Regions from separate parts of the Mus musculus genome. Here all the other regions are linked to region 1. Evidence: chromatin contacts called from public Hi-C data. All regions are on one chromosome and are shown on one strand. The core of a region is the stretch at or near the end of the contact, and the rest is flanking DNA. Distances in the headings are between cores, read along the strand shown. Region 1 holds the start of Zfp28 (zinc finger protein 28). Region 2 holds the start of Zswim9 (zinc finger SWIM-type containing 9). Region 3 holds the start of Zfp324 (zinc finger protein 324).

What was found. Hi-C and Micro-C count contacts between places; a contact is called where the count stands out from the background.
Region 2: a contact with region 1 is called in a Hi-C map of regulatory T cells, with 7 times the contacts expected there. The contact joins the promoter of Zswim9 here to the promoter of Zfp28 in region 1. A contact is called at or near these places in 3 of 39 promoter capture datasets (cranial neural crest, pre-B cells and second pharyngeal arch cranial neural crest), 2 of 484 Hi-C or Micro-C datasets (regulatory T cells and rod photoreceptor) and 1 of 9 other capture datasets (liver).
Region 3: a contact with region 1 is called in a Hi-C map of B cells, with 5 read pairs. The contact joins the promoter of Zfp324 here to the promoter of Zfp28 in region 1. A contact is called at or near these places in 5 of 39 promoter capture datasets (cranial neural crest, frontonasal cranial neural crest, maxillary cranial neural crest and 2 more) and 1 of 484 Hi-C or Micro-C datasets (B cells).

What each region holds. Positions count from the first base shown.
Region 1 is chr7:6,381,599-6,384,932 of GRCm38.p6, forward strand. It overlaps Zfp28 (zinc finger protein 28), which reads left to right and starts at 1,720. Exons shown (of 7, transcript NM_175247.3): 1 at 1,720-2,003; 2 at 2,577-2,668. The coding sequence starts at 1,796. Zfp78 (zinc finger protein 78) reads left to right here. Exons shown (of 5, transcript NM_001025163.1): 5 at 1-1,007.
Region 2 is chr7:13,277,120-13,280,453 of GRCm38.p6, forward strand. It overlaps Zswim9 (zinc finger SWIM-type containing 9), which reads right to left and starts at 1,602. Exons shown (of 5, transcript NM_177312.4): 1 at 1,525-1,602; 2 at 27-309. The coding sequence starts at 301. It overlaps Lig1 (ligase I, DNA, ATP-dependent), which reads left to right and starts at 1,707. Exons shown (of 29, transcript NM_010715.3): 1 at 1,707-1,840; 2 at 3,029-3,102. The coding sequence starts at 3,086.
Region 3 is chr7:12,964,127-12,967,460 of GRCm38.p6, forward strand. Zfp324 (zinc finger protein 324) reads left to right here and starts at 1,712. Exons shown (of 4, transcript NM_178732.4): 1 at 1,712-2,173. The coding sequence starts at 2,090.

The DNA of each region.
Region 1 (3,334 bases), core at 470-2,969:
ATGGTGGCTCACAACCATTTATCCTGGGATCTGATGCCCTCTTCTGGAAAGCGGATGTACATACAGATAGAGCATCATTTACATAAAATAATAAACCAACCTTTCAAAAAATCTTTGTGGTGACAATGCTGCAATATTGTTTTTGCTTAAGAATTTTTTAGTATAAAATTTCCTTCTGGTTATATGAGGTGTTTGTGAAGCATAAATGGTTTTATATTTAGATGTTGGTTTCTTTTCTAAAATATTTCATTACGGTATGCACATATTTACCACTCAGAAAAAAAAATAACACTTTTGTTCTCAAACATTTTATATAAAGAATATTCTGCTTGCTCAGCGGTAGTGACACACACTTTTAAAACCAGCCCTTCCAGAGGCAGAGGCAGGCAGATCTCCGAGTTCGAGGCCAGCCTGGTCTACAGAGTGAGTTCCAGAACATCCAGAGCCACACAACACTCTCTCAGATGATAACTGAATGACAAAAATAGGCAGCTCACAGTCCTAAATGGGACATTCTTGTATACCTTCTCAAGGGTCTGGGAACATCGTATTAGACGAAGGAGAAAGAATGTAAGAGTCTGAGAATGGCAAGGAGTGCTGTGGAATGGTTTTGGGCATGTTGTGCTCATGAACTCATAGAAACTGATTACCAGCACAAGATTGCTGGTAATTACCAGCGCCGATCAATATTATAGCCATTGATAGAGGAAGGGCGTACCCCTCCACACCTAGCTGAGGAGCTATAAGCAAATGATGGCAGCTGAGAGAGTGGGAGTCATTTTTCTTTGGGGATGTGGCCTCTGGTAGATTGTTCATGTCACACTCCACTGGTATACTGGTAGGCGGCACTAACAGGGCTATATTTAAAAAAAAAGTGTGGTGGGGTGGCAAAAGGAATGTGGAAGTATTGGGGATGGTTGGGAGAGGAGATGTGTTGGATATGATCAAGATACAGTATATATACATGTATGAAACCGACAAAGAATAAACTGCGCTCCCCTCACCTCACCCCGCTTCCCCGTTTCTCTGTGTAGCCCTGACTGTCCTGGAACTCGCTCTGCAGATCAGGTTGGTCTCGAATTCTGAGATCCGGCTGTCTCTTACTCCCGGGCACTGCGATTAAAGGCAAGAGTGAACATATTAAAGAGGCACCGCAGAAGAAAACCTGGGGAAACCTGCAGACCTAAAACTTGGTAGTACATACAGAGGGGCATTTTGAACACTAGGCACTAAAGTCGAGGTGGTCTAGTGGAGAGGTGAAGATTGCAATGGCAGCAACTGAATCCCAAACTGAAAAGTACATGCAACCAGAACCACTGTGGACTTGCCAAAAGCCCGCATTGCCCCAGCCCAATTCACAGCATCCTCCAACTCCCCTTCCTCCAAACAACCTCAAATCGCGCGCCACTAGCCCTGCCGCTGCACTCGTACGCTCCAATTGTCACCAGGACTCCCAGAAGCCTCTGAGGAACTGTTTTGAATTTCGCGGGACTCGTGTTTCCGGCAGGGTCCCGCGGTTCTCCCACAGGGTCTTGTAAAAACCAGCTGGGCTCTAAAGGATTTCTCCGCTGGGGACTACACTTCCCAGGGGGCCTTGTGCTCAAGCAAAGTCCACTTCCGGTGCGTTCCGGAGGAACTGCCTGAGGGTCCGATCTTTTAGGGCGGGGTTGGGCAGGGCGAGGGCGTGGCTGGCGAGGGCGTGGCGGGCGTGGGTGTTGCCGGGGGTGTGTCCCTGAGCAGCGGCCTTGAAGGGTGTCTGCAGCCTGGCTAGGAGAGCGTGCGCCCCTCGCGTGACATGCAGGGAATGGCGAGTGTAGTGTCATGCGAACCCTGGGCCCTCCTGGGGCGTGGCGCCCTCTGCACAAAGGCCAGGCCTGGTGGAGGTCCGGCGGCGGGGACTGTAGTTGCTCCTGGGAGCCCCGACCGGGGAAGGCCGCGCTCCAGGAACAGCCTGGCCTCCCAGGATCAGCAAGGAGCAGTGACCTCGGGGACCGCGCACAAAGGTGAGTGTCATGTTTCTGGGCTGAGTGGACAAAGATGAATCTATTCTGGGTGTGAAGGAAGGGTAAGGTCCGATGGTTCTCGAGGCCTTGGTGCTGGAGATGGTGTCTCTGGGCGCGTGATTGTGATGGTTAAATAACCAATCCTCGAAAGCTCAACTTGAGGCAGAGAAGTCAGGCAGAGGTGCTGGAGGGACGTTGACAACTACAGGGTCAACTTAGTTTAGACTTGTATCCATGTCAATGCTTCAAGAAATGAAACTCCCAGTGCGACAAGAGATGGCTTAGCCATTGTACTTGTTCCTCTTGCAGAGGTTCCTAGCACCCACATAGTGAGTCACAACCATCCCTAACTCCTATTGCAGGGGATAGAACATTCTCCTCTGAACTTTGTGGGCATCAGGCACACACACGTGGTGCACATATATTCATGCAAGTAAGACGAGAAAAGAGACAACCTGATTCCACATCCTACCCTGTCCTTACTCCCGCACAGGGTAATAAGGGTTTGGCATCTCTGCTCATGCACGGTGTAGTCTCGTGTAGATTTGGTGTCTAGTCCTTCCTTTCCTCCAGCTCTGTTTTCCAGAGATACCAACTTCCTCCAGGAGATAAACCGCAAACAGGAAGCTGCCCCTACAGGGACTAGACATAAAGCCAAGTCGCAGGTGAGTCACATTTCCTCTTTGCTTCCTGAAACAGTCTTGCCTTTTCAATACTTAATGGTGTTTATTTTCTGTGAAAAGTTTTCAGTTTAAGAGACCTGTCCTGGGTGCTGTTTCTTCCTACTCCGGTGAGTGATGGGCTACAGGGCTAGCTTCAAACTGATTCTCTTTCCTTTTCATCCCAACTGTTCCTTCTTGGTTGAAGAAATGATTCATCCCTTTCATTGTCCCATTTATCTCAGAAGGGTTTTTTTGTTTGTTTGTCTTTTGTTTTGGATAAGGTCTATCTACATAGCTCTGGCTGCCCTGCAACTCACTATGTACACTATATAGACTAGGCTGGTCTTGAACTCACAGAACTCTGCCTGCCTCTTATGAGTGCAGGAATTAAAGGTGTTTCCCATCATATTCTTCTGATTCTTATGTTCAGAAACGCTGCAGTGCTTCCACCTGGTTTCTATGATGCTCACCTTGGAGGAGAAATATATTGTGGTTAAGGCTTGCTTAGGGGGTTGAAGAGAGGGTTCAGTGGGCAAGAGTACTTCCTCTGGAAGCACAAGGACCTGAGTTTGAATCCCAAGTGCCTGTGTAAGAAGGGAAGTATGTTCCTGTAGACTGGAATTTCCAAGCAGAGGCAGATACATTTATAGAGCTCTCTGGTCAAGTCAG
Region 2 (3,334 bases), core at 352-2,851, 6.9 Mb after region 1:
TAGGGTCACAGCTCAGGCTCACGCACCACGCTGTGGACTTGTTGGGCATGCGCACATCCTTGCACACCAGCAGCACGTAGCTGTACTTGAGCACGTGGATAAGCCTGTAGAGTGGGGGCGTGTTGGCCCAGGGGCTTCGTGCCACACGTGTGGAGCTCTTCACCGAGAAGACTACCAGTCGCTGCTGGCACCACTTGTCGAAGAAGCGGCTGAACTCAGCCCAAGAGAAGAAAGTTCGATCCAACAATTCCTGTTCCTCCTTCTGCACGGCTGCGCTCGGTAAGGGCTCTGTCAGCTCCATCCTGGGACCTTGAGTAGAAGTGGGGAGAAGAGCTGGACATCAGACCCATCTCCACCTGGGTTACCACAATTTCATCATCAGACTGTCTTATCAGCTACTGCTGCCTCAGGTACGTCTCAGACAAATCAAAGTGGTTTCATTGTTTGCTTTCCAGATAGGAATCTCCATCCCATTTTTGTGGTTCACCTGTTGCCTTCCCAGATTCAGTTGGCATTTAATCAATTTCAATCCTAGTTCCAGTTGCCTTAGATGTGACCTCTAGGTACAAATGGAATCAGTTCTACATATCTTGCCTTTAGCTCAGCTGTGAGCATCTTTGCAAATGTATTCCCAGCTTCTTGCTAAGATTTCTCCTTCTTCCAGATGTGAGTCCTATGCCTGGTGATAATATCTAGTAGTCCCATTCATCTGTAGCTCCCTTTCCCACAAGTCTACATTTGAGTGTAACTCATATCTACTCTCATAGCTAAGGCATGAATCTCTCATCCCAGTCATAATCCTCATACACCTTTCTTCTCCCTAGGTGTATCAAATGTGCAGCTGTTGCCCCTCAGATATGACTGCCTTGAACTGCTACTTTGATCTGTGTTTTTTGCTTCCCAGAGATGCTCTTATCTCCAGATGTGCTGCCCATGTCCAGTCAGGGATCATTCGCCTACAGGGGTGTGGCCCACTTGTGGCAAATTCAACTCAGAAGTGTCACCAATAGTCATCTTTGGTCCATACTCCTAAGACTTATTCTCCTCCTGGGCCAAGTTGCAGTCCCCTCTTCCCAGAAATTGCTACTATTCTCAATGTGTATCTTCGTTTTGGACACGGCGCCTTGTCCTCAGATGGGCTTCTTCACTACTAATGCTCCCCCGGGCCCCCACGTCCCGCTGAGCCTCTTGTCCCTTGCACAGCCCCTTTTATCCAGTTCCCACCTCTCGAGACTCTCTCAACCTGTCTCTCCGCTGCTCCTCCCGGCCTGACCATCCCACATAGCGGTGCTTCTCCACTCCTAAAGCTGTGCACCCTTCCGGCCCCCTCCCCCTCAACTCACCTACCCAACCCAAAGCGGCGTCCACCTCCCACAATGCCTCGCGCCCAAGCCCAGCCCGGCCCTTGCTCCCGGGATGCCCCGCGCGGTATCCCGCCTTTCTTCCCCTAGTGCCTGGCAAGGTGGCTTTCCACCAACCCTTCTCTTCTCCCCGACTGTCACCCTTACGACCTCGCAGGCTCACCGGCTCATCCACAGGGAGGACAGGCTTGGGGCCGCTTCCCAGCATGCTGTGCGGGACAGCGCCCCTCCCTCTCCCCACTCTGTCCCATTTCTAGGCTGCCTCACGCTCTAGAGACTACAACTCCCAGCAGCCTCCGGGCGATAGTTGCGGCACGCGCTACTCGCAGGCCCCCGCCCTTGCTCGTCTCCGCCCCCTCCCGCCAAAGTGCGCGCGAAATCTGTGTGGCGCGAATTTGGGGATTTCGGGTTTGCGTCTCTGAGCGAGCGAGCGAGCGAGTGAGCGAGTGTGGCGGCGTCCGGCAAAGTGATTTGGAGAGGCAAGTGGGGACGTGGGCACGGGCTTGGGGCTGGGGTCGGCGAGAGTGCCGAGCGCTTGTCGCCAGTGAGCTTTGCAGGTTCCGGGTGCGGCCAGCGGAACGGGAATGGGGACGTCGCGGCGACCGAGGGCGCAGGAGAGAGGGCAGCAAGGAGCCGTGTACAGGGAGAGCCACTGGCTGACTGGCTGACTGATTGACTGGTTGACCAAGGCCGCAGGAGTTTTGGTGTCTGCGGAGGACTGGTGGCGGCTTGGAAGGGCGTGACTAGGGAGAAAGCCTGGCGGTGGGCGTGGCCATCAGAATTAGTGGCGCCAAGAGAAGAGGGGCGGCCTGGGGCCGGAAAGGAAGGCTTGAGTGTGGTGTTTCACCCTGGACGCCTGCTATCAATCGGTGTGGGATGCTTGGTGTTATGGGACGCTTGTAATGAAAGCAAGGTGACGTCATTGGTCAGATAGTGGTCCGATTTGAAGACTAGAGAAGCTTGGCGCGATGAGTGTCAGGAGCCAGGGAAAAGGTGAGCTTGGCTGCCAGAAGGGGCACGGATGGGATAAGACTGGAGATCTGCAGACACTTAGGGGAGGGTCAGGTCTTGTTGCTTAGTGTATATGGAGTTGAAGAGGCAGAGAAACTTGAACAGGGAGGACAGAGGGAAGTTGTCAGGGTGAGGATGGACATTTGGAAAGGGAAGCTGGCCTTTGGCATTTGGCAGCCAAGGAAGGCTTCAGATATAGCTTAGTGGTACAGTGTTTTCCTAGCAGCAACAGACCCTGCCTGGGTTCTATCTTCAGTAATATAAAGGGGAAGGGGGCAGATAACGAAACTTAACTCTCAAAGAATAAAAATGTGAAAAAAAATAAATGTCAGTAAAATTTTCTCATTCTATGGAGAGCAGTCACCATTAAGATAGATCCACCTGTATCTATCCCATAATGCTGGGTTTACAGGCATGTACAACCATGCCTGCCTGACATTATTATTATTATTATTATTATAACATGGGTGCTGGAGATTCAAACTCATGTTCTCTCTCTCTTTTTAACAGCAGGCACTCTTACCCACTGAGCCGTCTCGGCAGTCCCTGAATACACTTGTTCTTTTATTTCCTTAAGAGTTGTGTTCCCCTTTCCCCCAAGTCTTAGTCTCTGGCACAGCCAATATCCTTAGCTGGTCTTTGGATTTCTTTTTCAGGTACAACTGATGAGAAAAAAAGAGCAAGAGAGGAAAGGAGAGACTTCTGCTGCCAACATGCAGAGAAGTATTATGTAAGGCCCCTGCCATGCTCAAGGCACTTTGTGTTGTGATGTTTCCTGGGAAAATGAGAGCTAACATTCACCCCAGATAAGGGCATTGATGACAAGCCAAAGAAATGATTCCACCAAAATTTAGCTTAGTAAAACAATTGAGTTATATGGTGTTACCTATAGGAAAGCTGATGCATCAGAGGCAACTACATCACTCCTAAGCTCACTTCAGCATGGGTGATGACTTCTGAAA
Region 3 (3,334 bases), core at 462-2,961, 6.6 Mb after region 1:
CTTGGTGACAAGTGCCTTTAACTTGCTGGACCATCTTACTGGTCACTTTCTTCTCTTGGATTCAGGGCCCCATGTATTTATTCCAGGCTGCTTTTGAACTCACTGTACACTAAAAAATGACTTTGAATTAATTGTCCTTAGTCTTTCTGCAAAGTTCTGGGATTACAAGCATGTACTACCACACCTGGCTTCTTCTGGTGTGTGCGCGGAGACAGGGAGGTGGGGGGGACAGACTCACTCTATAGTCTAGGCTGGCCTTAAATTTGTGACAAATCTCCTGGTGTAGCTTTCTAAGTTCTGTAATCATTGTCTCTTGTCGCCCAGGCTGATCTCAAATTCACACTATAGCTACAGCTGCTCGTGAAAGAAGCTCTGGTCCTTCTGCCTCTGCCTCCTGAGTACTGGGATAGTAGCTGCTACCACAGCCAGCTCTCAACCCACGCTGTTTGAGAACCCACTGTACTTAGGGGCTGCATTAGCCCACCCTTAACAAGAGACCCAAGGAACTTCTATATAGAGACAAGCATACATAGAACTAAGGAACCCAACACAGGAGAAATGAGAATCCTGAAAGAAGATCCCTCACATGCTGCAGAATAGAGAAAAACCTTTTCCTGTCCTCCAATAACAGGGCCAGTCTTCACTGAGACTGCCCTGCCTTTCCAAAATCTCACATATCACTTAGATTGGCCCCAAGGAAATAAAGAATCAATATTGTGATGTGTGGAAAAGAGGGAAGAACAGGTGTCCTAAGGACAAGCAGCCAAGCATAGAAACTAGTTGATGTGCAAGGGTCTGAAATAAGAGCTCGCAACATTGACCTTCACTCTTTCCAAGACTGAGATAGGGGAATAGAAAGAGAGGCCGAAACCCAACTCTGTCTCTGCAGCTGGCCACACAGAGGGAAACTGCCTGAGCATGTTATCTCCGTATGTGATCGCGGTTGGTGTGGAAGTTGCTATGTAGTCTAGGATGGCCTTAAGTTTACAATGATCCTCCTGCCTCTCTCTCTTCTGAGTGCTGAGATTAAAGGTATGCGCCATCATGGATCTGATCTAAGGCTTTTCTGTCTATTTATTTCCCATGCGCATTGGCATTGGTGTTTTGCTTGCGTGTATGTCTGAAAGTGTTGGGTCCTCTGGAACTGGAATTACAGATAGTTGTGAGCTGCCTTGTGGTGATTTGAGCCCGGATCTGCTGGAAGAACAGTCAATGATCTTAACCGTTGAATTGCCCTGGAACTCTCTTTGTAGACCATGCTGGCCTTGAAATCAGAGATCTTGCCTCTGCCTCCCAAGTGCTGAGGCTACAGGTGTGTGCCACCACGCCCACTGCTGCCGTCTCTTTAGAAGGGATTCCCCATACGTTTTTTCTTTTGTGCTCCCAGCTTGTGTCGCCTGCCTCCCGAAATCTCCAAGTTTCCACTTCTGAATCTTCAGGTTTTGGTCCTGGGCCGCTTGCCCAGAGCGGGGACCTACCCAGGAGTCTCTGTTAGTGCTCAGGCCTGGCTGAAACCGGACGGTGGTGGTAAACTTCACTTTCCAGCTAAGGCTGGGAGGTAGGGAGAAAAGATGCTTTGGATACCCGCCATGGATACCAGGAAGGCACCCTCCTGTCATTCAGGCAAGTCAGCAGGAACTACGTTTACCCGAGCATCCGTGCTGTGCATTGGGCCAACGCGGATAGGAGAGGCGGGGCTTCCGGCGGTCTGGGTTGTCACTTTGCAGACTGGCTTAAGGCCACACGGGTGATCCCGATTGGTGCACGAAAGGCCTGGCCGACTCTGCAAATCTCGAGGAGGTTCTGGGGACCCAAGACTAGAGCAAATAAGGATAGTACTCGCAGTTGCCCGATTCTAACCTTGGCTCGGTACACGTCGGCACTGCAAGCCCGCAGCTCTGCCTCCAAGCCTCAGTATTCCCTGTTGGCTCATAGGCTGCAGCGGAGACCGTTAGGGTTGTGCCGAAGCCACGAACTCTCCATCCCCCAGCCGCAGCCCGCCAGGAGTCCTCTGGGCGTACAACGCCCTTTTCTGACCGGGAAACTGAGGCCCAGGCGGGCTGCGCGAGGCCGTGGGCGGGGACGGGCTATGCCCAGGTCTCTCGCCCGTCATGCCCCGCCCCCACTGCAGATTCCGGCGGCGGCAACCTGGCCGCTGACAAATCCACCGCGGGTGAGTGTAGGAATCTTTCCAAGGACCCACCAGGTGTCCTGGCTTGCCCTCTTACTGTACTGTGGGGAGGGACCCAGTTGCTTCCAACATCATAGTCCAGGTGAGTGAGGCGTGCGGGTGTGGAAGCCTCACTTGTGACAGCCAAGTGGGTAAGGTCTGGGGAAAAGTTAAAGGAAAGCACCCACATGTGCAAACGCCAAGGTGAGACTTTTATATTTTGAAGTCTCTCTCTCTCTCTCTCTCTCTCTCTCTCTCTCTCTCTCTCTCTCTCTCTCTCTCTCTCTCTCTCTCTCTCTCTCGCGCGGCTGGCCGCTAATTAGATATGCAGCCAAGAAATGGCCTTGCCCTTCTGGTCCCTCTGCTTCTGCTTCCATAGTGCTAGGTTTTCAGGCATGCTTGAGCACACACAGTTTATTCCGTACTGGGGATGGACCCCAAGACCTTGTGCATACCATGCAAACACTACAAACTTTCATCCCAGCCTGGTATTTAGCAATTTAGACGTGGAATAACCAAGGAAGGGAGGTCTTGTGTGTCTGAAACAGCAGGCAGAGGAATTGGGACTCTGTCCCAGAGGCATCGGAAGACAGAGTGCTTTAAACACAGACTGGACAGTTCCCAGTTAAGATTTTTAAGAGTGATTTTTAAAATTTTTATGTGTACTTTTGTGGGTCTATGCATATGAGTGTTGGTTCCCGGGGAACTTTGTTGTAGGCACTTGTGAGTCATCTAATGTGGACACTGGGAGCTGAATTCATGCCCTTTGAAAGAGCAGCACATACTCTTAACCGCTGAGCCATCTCTCTAGCCCCAGGCTTTGGGGTTTTGTTTTGAAAGACAATCTCACTGTGTAAATCTAGCTGGTCTGCAACTTGGTATGTAGGACCCTTGAGACAGGGTCCCACTATGTAACCATGGCTGTGCTGGAAATGTACAATTAGACCAGGCTGTTCTGGAACTCACAGAGATCCACTTGCTTCTGCCTCCCGAGTGTTGGAATGAAAGGCCTGTGCTACCACACCCAGACACCTAATTAAGATTTTAAAAGCATCTTCTCTTTTTCTGAGCGTAGAACAGACGTGGTGGAATAATATGTATAATAATTCATATTATTATGTAGAACAGAGGCTAGTAGCCCTTGGTCTATGTGAATGATGGTGG